Linked DNA regions of Mus musculus: regions 2 and 3 are each linked to region 1. A link is a contact called in public HiChIP or PLAC-seq data. All regions are on one chromosome and are shown on one strand. Each heading gives the region's core, a stretch centred on a gene start, on an enhancer-like site or on the middle of the called end of the contact. The rest is flanking DNA. Distances are from core to core; before and after follow the strand shown. Region 1 overlaps Gm51605 (a long non-coding RNA gene). Region 2 overlaps Kcnk1 (potassium channel, subfamily K, member 1). Region 3 overlaps Gm31718 (a long non-coding RNA gene).

Region 1 (2,956 bases), core at 189-2,688:
GAAGACTTAGAACTCTCAGCTCCTCCTGCAACATGCTTGCATGAATGCTGCCAATGCTTCTTGCCTTGATGATAATGGGCTAAACCTCTGAACCTGTAAGCCAGCCCCAATGAAACGCTGTCCTTACAAGAGTTGCCTTGGTCATGGTGTCTGTTCACAGCAGTAAAACCCTAACTAAGACAAGGACTCAGGTAGATAGATCCCTTGGCCTCACTGGCCAGTCAGTCTAGTCTGCTTGGTGAGGTCAGATCAAAGAGTCTCAAAAAAATAATACAGATAGTATGAAGAAAGGACACCTGGGATTGCCTTCTGGCCTTTCACACACATGTATACACATACAAGCAACACATACACACAGGCACCCATAGGCATATGTGCACACATACACTCACACAAAAGGTTCAAAGCCAACTGCCAAGCATTGCCCCGAGTATGGAGCATGAAACTGCTTATATAACATATGGGAGAGAGAGAGAGCCTGGTGCGGGGCAGGTGCCAAGGTAAATATCCGATCCAGCTGCTCTCTATCCACTCCAGTTTCTGATGGGTCAAAAGCACAGCCGGTAATAAACACAATGTTGCCTCTGTCTTCGCTTCCTTTCACTCCTGGGGTCCTGCTTCAGACAGAAGGAAGCAACAGCAAATATCAGAGAACCCTATTGAAAGTGTCACTCATCCATTGAAACGTCCTTTCTATTCAAGAATGTGATGATTAATTATTCATTGCTTTTGGAGTTGAAAGCAAGGACAGGGCTCTCTGCCTAAAAGCCAGAGCTTGACAACAGTAGATTTTCAACGGCCAGATTTTGGTCATGGACTGGTTCCTATGGGATGGACCCCAAGTCTCAGATGTGCAGGGCCGAGAGGCATGCAAACTTCAAATGGAGCGATTGCTCCGTGCCCTCCGTGCCTGCGATGGATCTCTGGGAGTTAATTCCCTGCATGGGTGGCCCGAGTCCTTTGGCCTCCAGCCCCATGGCTCATTCCGCCACTCTGGGCAAGCAGTAACCGCCCACCCCAGTGCAAGTCTTTCTTTCACGGCTCATGGCATGAACAACTCATTAATTCTCCAGGGCCGAGGTTGGGGATTACGTCAGTCTTACACCCCACTGTAAGTGGTCTAAATGCCAGGGTAGCCGTGTTTGCAGGGCTGCATTCGTGCCAGGGGTGCAGATCTATCAATACATAGTTCTGAAATATGCTTCTCTTCCATCGGGTGTGCTTCTCCTGGGCAGCAGATTTCAAAATGGAAGCTCAGTGCCTAGCCAGAACGCAGGCTCGGGAGCGCCTGGAGGACTCTTCGGGCCTCTTCAGGGTAGGTGAGATCTTGCTTGCTATGTCCCCAGGAGGAACAGGAGGCAGAGCTAAGCCAGGCGGTGTGGAGTTTCACACATGTCCCCAAAGACGAGCTTCCTGTGGTGTAGACACGGGACTGCTGCGGGAGGAGGGGGAGTGTCGGGCAAAGGAGGCACAGTGACACATTTCCTGAGGCCCTGGGCTGTGAGCCTGCACAGCGGGGACAGAGTGCCATCTGGTGGTCACTGGCTAGCATTGCAGGTACCATCCGGGCCTTTTTCTCATTAATGGAGAACTCAGAGGGAACTCATTTGGGCTTTTTAAAGATCTGTTTCAAAACACCAACGGAAGACAAGGAGGTCAGATGTGCCCGCTCCTACTCATCATTATACCTCCGGATACTCACTGCCTCACATCCTTCTTGAACCAGACAACGACTTCAATGGCTTCAAGGCCAGTTTTGTTTAGTTTTTAGAGACAGGGTCTCAAACTTGCTATGTGTTCAAGAAAGACCTTGAGGTTTTGGTTCTCCTGTTTCCACCTCCTGAGTGCTTGAATTATAGAGGCACATCATCACACCATCGTGCTGGGGATCAAACCCAGGACTTCACGGCTGATAGGTAAGCATTCCAGCAACTCAGCTGCACCCCAGCCCCAGGGCCAGCACTTGACACGAGCTTACAGCTCTGAGAAGTCTGCCTTGCCTTACACCCTCCCAGACCATGTTCTCCCTGTCACGACTCCACTAACACTTGAGCACAGGAGTCCCTGTCTCACCCCTGCCTGAAACATATGTACATTCTTCTCTAGTCTGCTGAACCCCACACTTTTCAAACTCCACCTGTGGACATGTTGACACCCTCAGAACACCAGCCTCATGGGTGTTCATGCTGATAGACCAGATCACAGACCATATCAAGAGCCTCTGATACCTGGAGGAGGCCTGACATGTGACCAAGTAGCTGTGAAGATGGCTCTGGCTTCGGTAGTCGTGTCCCACACGATGAGTGATTCAGTTAACATTTTCTTTGTTCTGGGGCTAGAAGTCTGAGGTTAAGGCCTTCTTAGAGTTGGTGTCTTTGGAGGCCTCCCAAGGGCACGGTACAACCGTTATCTCTCCGTGTCCTCAGTGGTCTTTACTCTATGACTGCCTGTACCCTAATCTACTTCTTATAAGGACATCAATCATGTTGAAATAGGACGTATCCTCCTGACTGCTTTTTATCTTAGTCATCTCTTTGAAGGCCTTGTCCCCAAATGCATCCATCTTCTGAGGAAATGATCTTCTGGGGATTAAGACTTGAGCATTGTGTTGCCTCTGCCCCTGGTTACCCAGTAGACTCGATGGGGGGATCCTATTGCTGAAGACATCACACACATAGGCTACTGGAAATAGAGAAATCAAGTTAGTAGGGACCAGGAAGCTTCAACCCTGTGGCCAGCTCTCAGTACTGAAAGGCAGTCAGGGCTAACATGTCACCAATTATCTTTTCAAGCTGAGAGCCCTGTGAATAGCAGTAATTGTTATGCTATTGTTTCCAGTTGGACTTGGGGCCAACTCCACAGGAGGAGACAGATGTCTGGTACCACAAATCTGTCCATGTGCTGTGGTCAGGGAGCCCCAAAGATCCCAGAGAGAACATACTGCTTATTATTATAC
Region 2 (2,956 bases), core at 152-2,651, 490 kb after region 1:
TCTGGTGGATCTCACTTTGCAATTCAAACACTTCTGCCTGGTCATGAAGTGTGGACGTATGTGCCTGTTGCACATGTCAGATCAGTAAGACACTCAGTTCTTGGGTTCACACCTTTCAAAGAAAGTAACAAGAAGGAAAAGGAGACTTTGCAGGTCTGATCCTGTGTGTGGGCTGGAGAGATGGCTCAGCAGTTAGGAGCACTGAATGCTCTTCCAGAGGTCCTGAGTTCGATTCCCAGAAACCACATGGTGGCTCACAACCACCTGTAATGGGATCTGATGCCCTCTTCTGGTGTGCCTGAAGACAGTTACAGTGTACTCATACAAAATAAATAAATAAATAAATAAATAAATCTTTTTTTTTTTTTTAAAAAAAATCACATCCTTTGAAGATGCTGGCTGATCATTAATGTGAAAGTTACTGATGGGAACTTGGCACAAAGTCTGCATGGATTCCACACCACTTCTGTGAAACTGGGACTTGAACCCATGACATCCTGTGTCCTGAGAAACAGTGAGACTAGCCAGACGTTAGAGAAAAGCTAGTCGCTTTTCTGAGTCTAGAACCCTAAGAAATTACCTTGAACAGCTACATAATACCAAGAGCTGTATTTAGAATACCCAGTTTCAGGGTGGCTCAGTCGGTAAAGTGCCTGTCACCTAAGCATGGGAACCTGAGTTCAATCCCCAGCACCCACAAAAATCTACAGTAACAAAGCAGGAATGTTACATAGGTCTCTACTCCCAGCACAGGAGATTGAGACAGTGGGACCCCTGAAGCTCCTCTAAATAAAATGTTGAGTCCCATGTCAGTGAGAGATCCTGAATCAAAAAAACACAGAGTGGAATGATTGAGGAAGACAGCAAACATCGACCTCTGGCCTCCACTAGCACATGTAAATTAAATATATGTGCATGCACACTCACACAAACACACACACACACACACAAACATATATATAAACACAAACACACACACACATATAAACACAAACACATATAAACACACAACACACACAAACACACATACACAAACACACATATAAACACAAACACACATAAACACATACACACACATATGCACACAACACACACACACATACACACACAAACACACATACACAAACACACATATAAACACAAACACACATAAACACACACACACCAGATATCCTGACCACCCGGCAAGAACAAGTATATACACAGCCCAGATACACACAGAGTACCATGTCTTTATGGGACAGGAACATCAGGGCTCACCTAAGAGCTGAATTGTCACTGGTTTTTGTTGTGGTCTCAGTGTGTTGTCACAGTTTTACTGGGACAATTAGGAGCATAGCAATTGGATGACTACCCACTTGGACCCACACCAACTGTGTGGACATATACCATCTGTGACTCATCCCGGAACATATATTAGTCTACACCCTTGAGAGCTTGCCCATCACCCCAGAGCTGGATCCATGAGAATCTGGGATAGTGAGTCCACCATCCCCAAGGCCTGCACAGAATACCCAAAGTATGAGTCTTGCCTAGCCTTGGGGATGGTGGTAAGAACACAGAACAAGGTGCTCCTCCATTTTGTAACCCTGAATCGTGCACAGTCCCAAAGGAGGTGTACATCTGTCTCGTCATCAGCAAACAGGGAGGCTGCATTCCATCCTTTGTTCTATCAGTAATGACCTCAGAGGCATGGCTCTGAAGCAATTCCCATACCTGTGATTTCCTGGGGCTGGTGTGTGTGTGTGTGTGTGTGTGTGTGTGTGTGCATTGTATTGCATGCTGTATGTGGAGGTCTGAGAACAACTTTTTCAGGGTGGGATTTGTGAGACCCCCCATGTCTTTACATAGCCCTGGCTGTACTGGACCTCACAATAGAAACCAGGCTGGCCTTGAACTCAGAGGGACAGAGAACAACTTTGTAACCATCCTGGCAGGAGTGAAGATACTCTAAAGAGACACTGTGCCCTCCCTTTGCCTATCAGACCATTGAAACAATGAACTTCAAGAAATGGAGGTTCCCCAGGAATCTCAAGAGGAAAAGGCTACAGCATGGGGCCAGCTTGATCGAGGGCTAACCTCCCAAGAAGGCCTATCTCACAGTTCTGACCGCCTGTCAGACACCTAGAAGATCAGACTGGAGCCTGATAACAATGGTCAGTGATGGATGAGACCATACCTTGACCAGATCTTCACTGAATCCTCTTGTTCTCTATTTAAGTCTAAACCTCCTGTCAGGGCCCTGGAGAGGGACTTGGAGGTCACTGGTCCTAAGTGTCCTTTCTTGTGTGCTTTCACTACTTCCGGTCCTTTTAAGCGGCCCACTGATGTCAGGTGGCCAAGCCTGGCTCATTGGGGACCTGCCAAGGCCACGACTGTGACCCTAAAATAACCCACTGAGTGTAATGTTCTGTTTACATTCGCCAGGATTCTCCTAGGGAAGCTCTATGCACAGTTTGGCTCCTCCTATCCCACCTCTCTGACCTCTCACATGCAGGGCCTGTGATCAGTGTCTCTTCTGTCTCTTCAGTCTCCTCAGAGCAAGGCCCTTAGTTCAGTGTGGCAGAAGCCAGCTTTGCCTGATTTAGCTTCCCCTGTCCTCGATAGCGTGTAGGCCAGGCCATGCATCAGATAACAACAATGACTCCTGCTGCTCGTTTGTCAAGGCCCAGCCCTGCACCTGCACCTGGCTGCTATTGCCGTTGGCGTGAGTAATTCTGTACTCTGGACTCCTGAAGGCTGCATTTTCATTCTCTATGGACAGCCTCATGCCTGCCTCTGGACATGCGCATTGCGCAGAACAGTCTCCTTCCGCATCGCCAGCCCAAGCTCACCCGAGTCAGCGAATCAAATGCCATTGCCTCCCCGTAGACTGTTGCTCAGGTCACTGCCACCCACATCAAGTCCTACAGAGTCCCACACGGTGCCAGGGGCCTCATTCAACCTGCCTCTGCAT
Region 3 (2,956 bases), core at 283-2,782, 390 kb before region 1:
ACTCTGTAGCCCAAGTATGCTTTGTGTTCATTTTCTTCCCGCCTCAGCCTCCAGAGTAGCTAGGATGGTAGGTCTGGGTCTCTAGACAGGGCTTACCTGTGGTTCCTCCCTGTGGGGTTCCTACCTTTTCTGGTAGCTCCATGACTCAGGCACTCAGTGGTCCATACTAGCGTTCTCTCTTGACCCAGACCCTGACTAGACTGGCCCTGACAAGCACTGAGGCAGAAATTGGCCCAACCCAACACTTGCTTCTGGTTCTGACACTCAAGCAGGTAGTCGTCAGCTTCTGTATAATGAATGATGTCCTCTTGGCTGCTGTCACAAAGAGACATAAGACAGCAGTTTGTTCTCTCGCGGTTCTGGAGGGCAGAAGTTTGACGGCACTTTCGTTTGGCTGTGTCCACGGAACTGCATTCCCTCCAAGGATCCAGGGAAGGACCCACTTTGATCCCTTCCAGCTGGGGGTGGGTGGGGTGGGGTGTTGTCTGCCATTGATTAGTTTGTGGCCTCAGCTCCTCAACCACCACTTCCCTTAGGCTCCTGTGTTTGAACGCTTGGTTGCCTACAGATGGCGCTGTTTGGGAGGTGTGGAAACTTCAGAAGGTAGAGCAGCTCAGCTGGAGGGAGTGGCTTGGTGAGAGTGGGAGTGGTGGTGGACTTTAAGTTTTAAGAGCTACCCTCTTCTGGTTTATGTATGAGGTGTCTTCGTCTGCCCATGCTCCCATGCTTGGTCAGCAGAGACCTTCTTGCTCGAAGCTCTGGAGGCTGGAAGGCTGAGGTCAACGTTTCTGTGAGGTTCCTTTCTCCAGAGGCTTTTCGCTGTGGTGCTTTCTGACTGCGCGTGGGATGTGACTATCCACCTCACGATTGTGCCGCCACAGTGGCAAGCCACCTTTGCCTCCTGCTCTCCTTCCCCTCTGTGGTGGATTGTATCCTCTCGACTGTGAGCCAGAATAAACCTTTCCTCACCGAAGCTGCTTTCAACAGGTATTCTGTTGCTTTCAACAGGTATTCTGTCACAGCAACTAAGGAAGTAATTGATACACTTGGCCTCTGTCTTTTTGTTTGTTTGTTTTGTTTTTGTTTTGTTTTGTTTTGTTTTTTTTTTGTTTTTGTTTTTCCGAGACAGGGTTTCTCTGTGTAGTCCTGGCTGTCCTGGAACTCACTCTGTAGACCAGGCTGGCCTCAAACACAGAAATTCGCCTGTCTCTGTCTCCCAAGTGCTGGGATTAAAGGCGTGTGTCACCACTGCCCGGCCTCTGTCTTTTAAGTACACAAGTCATTGTATATGGGGGCTTTTGCCCTTCTCAGTTGTGAGGCACCTGGGATAACTGTTCTATCTCACAGTCCTTATTCGTATTTGCAAAGACCCATTTCCTTAGAAAACAAAACCAACCAACCAACCAAACAAACAAACAAAACCCCCACCAGATTCCTCACATTTACAGGCCTCAGGGACCTTTGCCAGCCTACTGCAACCCTATTTAGACTCTGAGGTCCTGGCTGGCAAAGGGCCTAGTCTTCTCTGCTCTCATTAAAGGGCATCCTGGGGTAAGCTCTGCCACAGTCTGATGTGCAGGGACAGTCCCCACTTCCCTCTAGGGAGCATGGATTTCTCCACAGACACATTCCTCAGAAGAGCCTCCCCTCAAACTCTGACCCCCAAGTGGCTGGCACCTTCCATTCTACAAGGGAAGGGGAGGGTGCGTGGCGGCTCCAGACTCTACCCTGCTGCAAGGGATGTGGCATGCTCTGTCCAGTCTGTCACCTTTACTATGGGGATATTGGTGGTGATGATGCCCAGATTTGTAACCTGGGCTGTGCAAACACCAGGGAACACAGAGAGGGACCACCAGGAGGCTGTGATCAGCCACAACTCACCCCCTCACAAGCCTGCCCCCCCAACCCCCCAAGTTTCCAGGCTTGCGTTTGTGCTCCTTGAGCTATGCCGTTTGTTCTCCCTCGTGGCTGACCTCATTCTGTTTTCTTTGCCAGTGGTTGAATGACGCAGGCACTGCCATGTGACCATGAGATGCTAATGACAAGCAAGGCAGACACAGACATCCTTCTTGGGGCTTGCAGCTCATGAGGTGTGCTGAACCAGAACTCTCCTGCTCTGTGACTTAGCAGTCTGTGATTTGATAAGGAGGCCCTGCGTGTATGAGTGCCGCCGAGACGGACAAGCTGGCTTGGGAACAAAACACACTTATGTTTTAAAACTCGGTCCAGCTTTTTGGGGAGCGGGGGGGTGGGGGTGGTTAGAGGGAGGAACAGATTTGTTTGGGAGGCCCTGGAATGTTCAGATAATAAATCCCTTTATCTCTTCCTCCACCTTAGCAATGGAAATGAGCAGCCTGTCTCTGGGAGGCTAAAGGAAGGATTTTTTTTTTTTTTTTTTTAAAGCACCAGCCTTGGGCTAAATCCCTAAACCAGTGTACAGGGCTGGATATGGTAACCTTCATTCCCAGAGTTCCACGGGGGAAACTGCATCTTCTAGAAGAGGAGCTAAGAAGCGTCAAGGGTGTGCAAAATGGCAGTCATCAAAGGCTGAGCTCGCTCAAGGGTCTTACAGAGTGTCTGGGTTACTACTTTCTTTTTTTGAGGTGTTTCTATCACTCCAAGCCTTCCATCAATGACTGAACACAAATTTCAAGTCTTCTCCTAGTCTGTTACCTTTTGTATGTGTGGGTGCACATGCACGTGTGCAGGTAAGATGCATGGGTGCAGAGGATGACCTCAGGTGTTATATCACAGGCGCCAGTCGTCTTTTTGTTCTGAGGCAGGGTCTCTCACTGGCCTGGAAATCATCTAGCAGGTTAGGCTAGTGAGCTTCTCTGGGTCAGGCTGATCTCTACCTCCCTAGCACAGTAGTCATCACCACACTCAGCTTTTTTTAAAATGTGACTTCTGGGAATTGATCTCAGATCCTCATCCTTGAGTGACAGGCACTTGAACA

The links. HiChIP or PLAC-seq counts read pairs in DNA pulled down with a chosen protein or histone mark.
Region 2: a contact with region 1 is called in an HNF4G HiChIP or PLAC-seq map of pancreatic cancer cells. The contact joins two enhancer-like sites. A contact is called at or near these places in 2 of 115 datasets of contacts at active chromatin or transcription factors (forebrain and pancreatic cancer cells) and 1 of 9 other capture datasets (embryonic stem cells).
Region 3: an HNF4G HiChIP or PLAC-seq map of pancreatic cancer cells shows a contact between it and region 1. The contact joins two enhancer-like sites. A contact is called at or near these places in 7 of 39 promoter capture datasets (embryonic stem cells, hematopoietic stem and progenitor cells, pre-B cells and 2 more), 11 of 15 datasets of contacts at CTCF or cohesin (CD8 T cells, the G1E-ER4 cell line, the NIH/3T3 cell line and 5 more), 70 of 484 Hi-C or Micro-C datasets (B cells, CD4 T cells, CD8 T cells and 23 more), 42 of 115 datasets of contacts at active chromatin or transcription factors (the 230-238 cell line, CD8 T cells, the HPC-7 cell line and 32 more) and 2 of 9 other capture datasets (bone marrow-derived macrophages and embryonic stem cells).

What each region holds. Positions count from the first base shown.
Region 1 is chr8:126,496,248-126,499,203 of GRCm38.p6, reverse strand. It overlaps Gm51605 (a long non-coding RNA gene), which reads left to right. Exons shown (of 2, transcript XR_003947621.1): 1 at 1-1,916. Among named protein-coding and RNA genes, the nearest start is that of Gm51605, 3.0 kb to the left of the region's middle. Within about 2 kb of position 1,438, at least 354 of the 459 cell types and tissues checked have an H3K27ac peak or open chromatin away from gene starts, as enhancers often do. A contact at or near this core is called in CD8 T cells, the HL-1 cell line, SST interneurons and 18 more, where this site is marked.
Region 2 is chr8:126,007,571-126,010,526 of GRCm38.p6, reverse strand. The region is part of intron 1 of Kcnk1 (potassium channel, subfamily K, member 1); the gene reads right to left. Among named protein-coding and RNA genes, the nearest start is that of Kcnk1, 14 kb to the right of the region's middle. Within about 2 kb of position 1,401, at least 23 of the 459 cell types and tissues checked have an H3K27ac peak or open chromatin away from gene starts, as enhancers often do. A contact at or near this core is called in pancreatic cancer cells, where this site is marked.
Region 3 is chr8:126,883,402-126,886,357 of GRCm38.p6, reverse strand. All of the region lies in intron 1 of Gm31718 (a long non-coding RNA gene), which reads left to right. Among named protein-coding and RNA genes, the nearest start is that of Gm31718, 23 kb to the left of the region's middle. Within about 2 kb of position 1,532, at least 153 of the 459 cell types and tissues checked have an H3K27ac peak or open chromatin away from gene starts, as enhancers often do. A contact at or near this core is called in CD8 T cells, the HL-1 cell line, SST interneurons and 18 more, where this site is marked.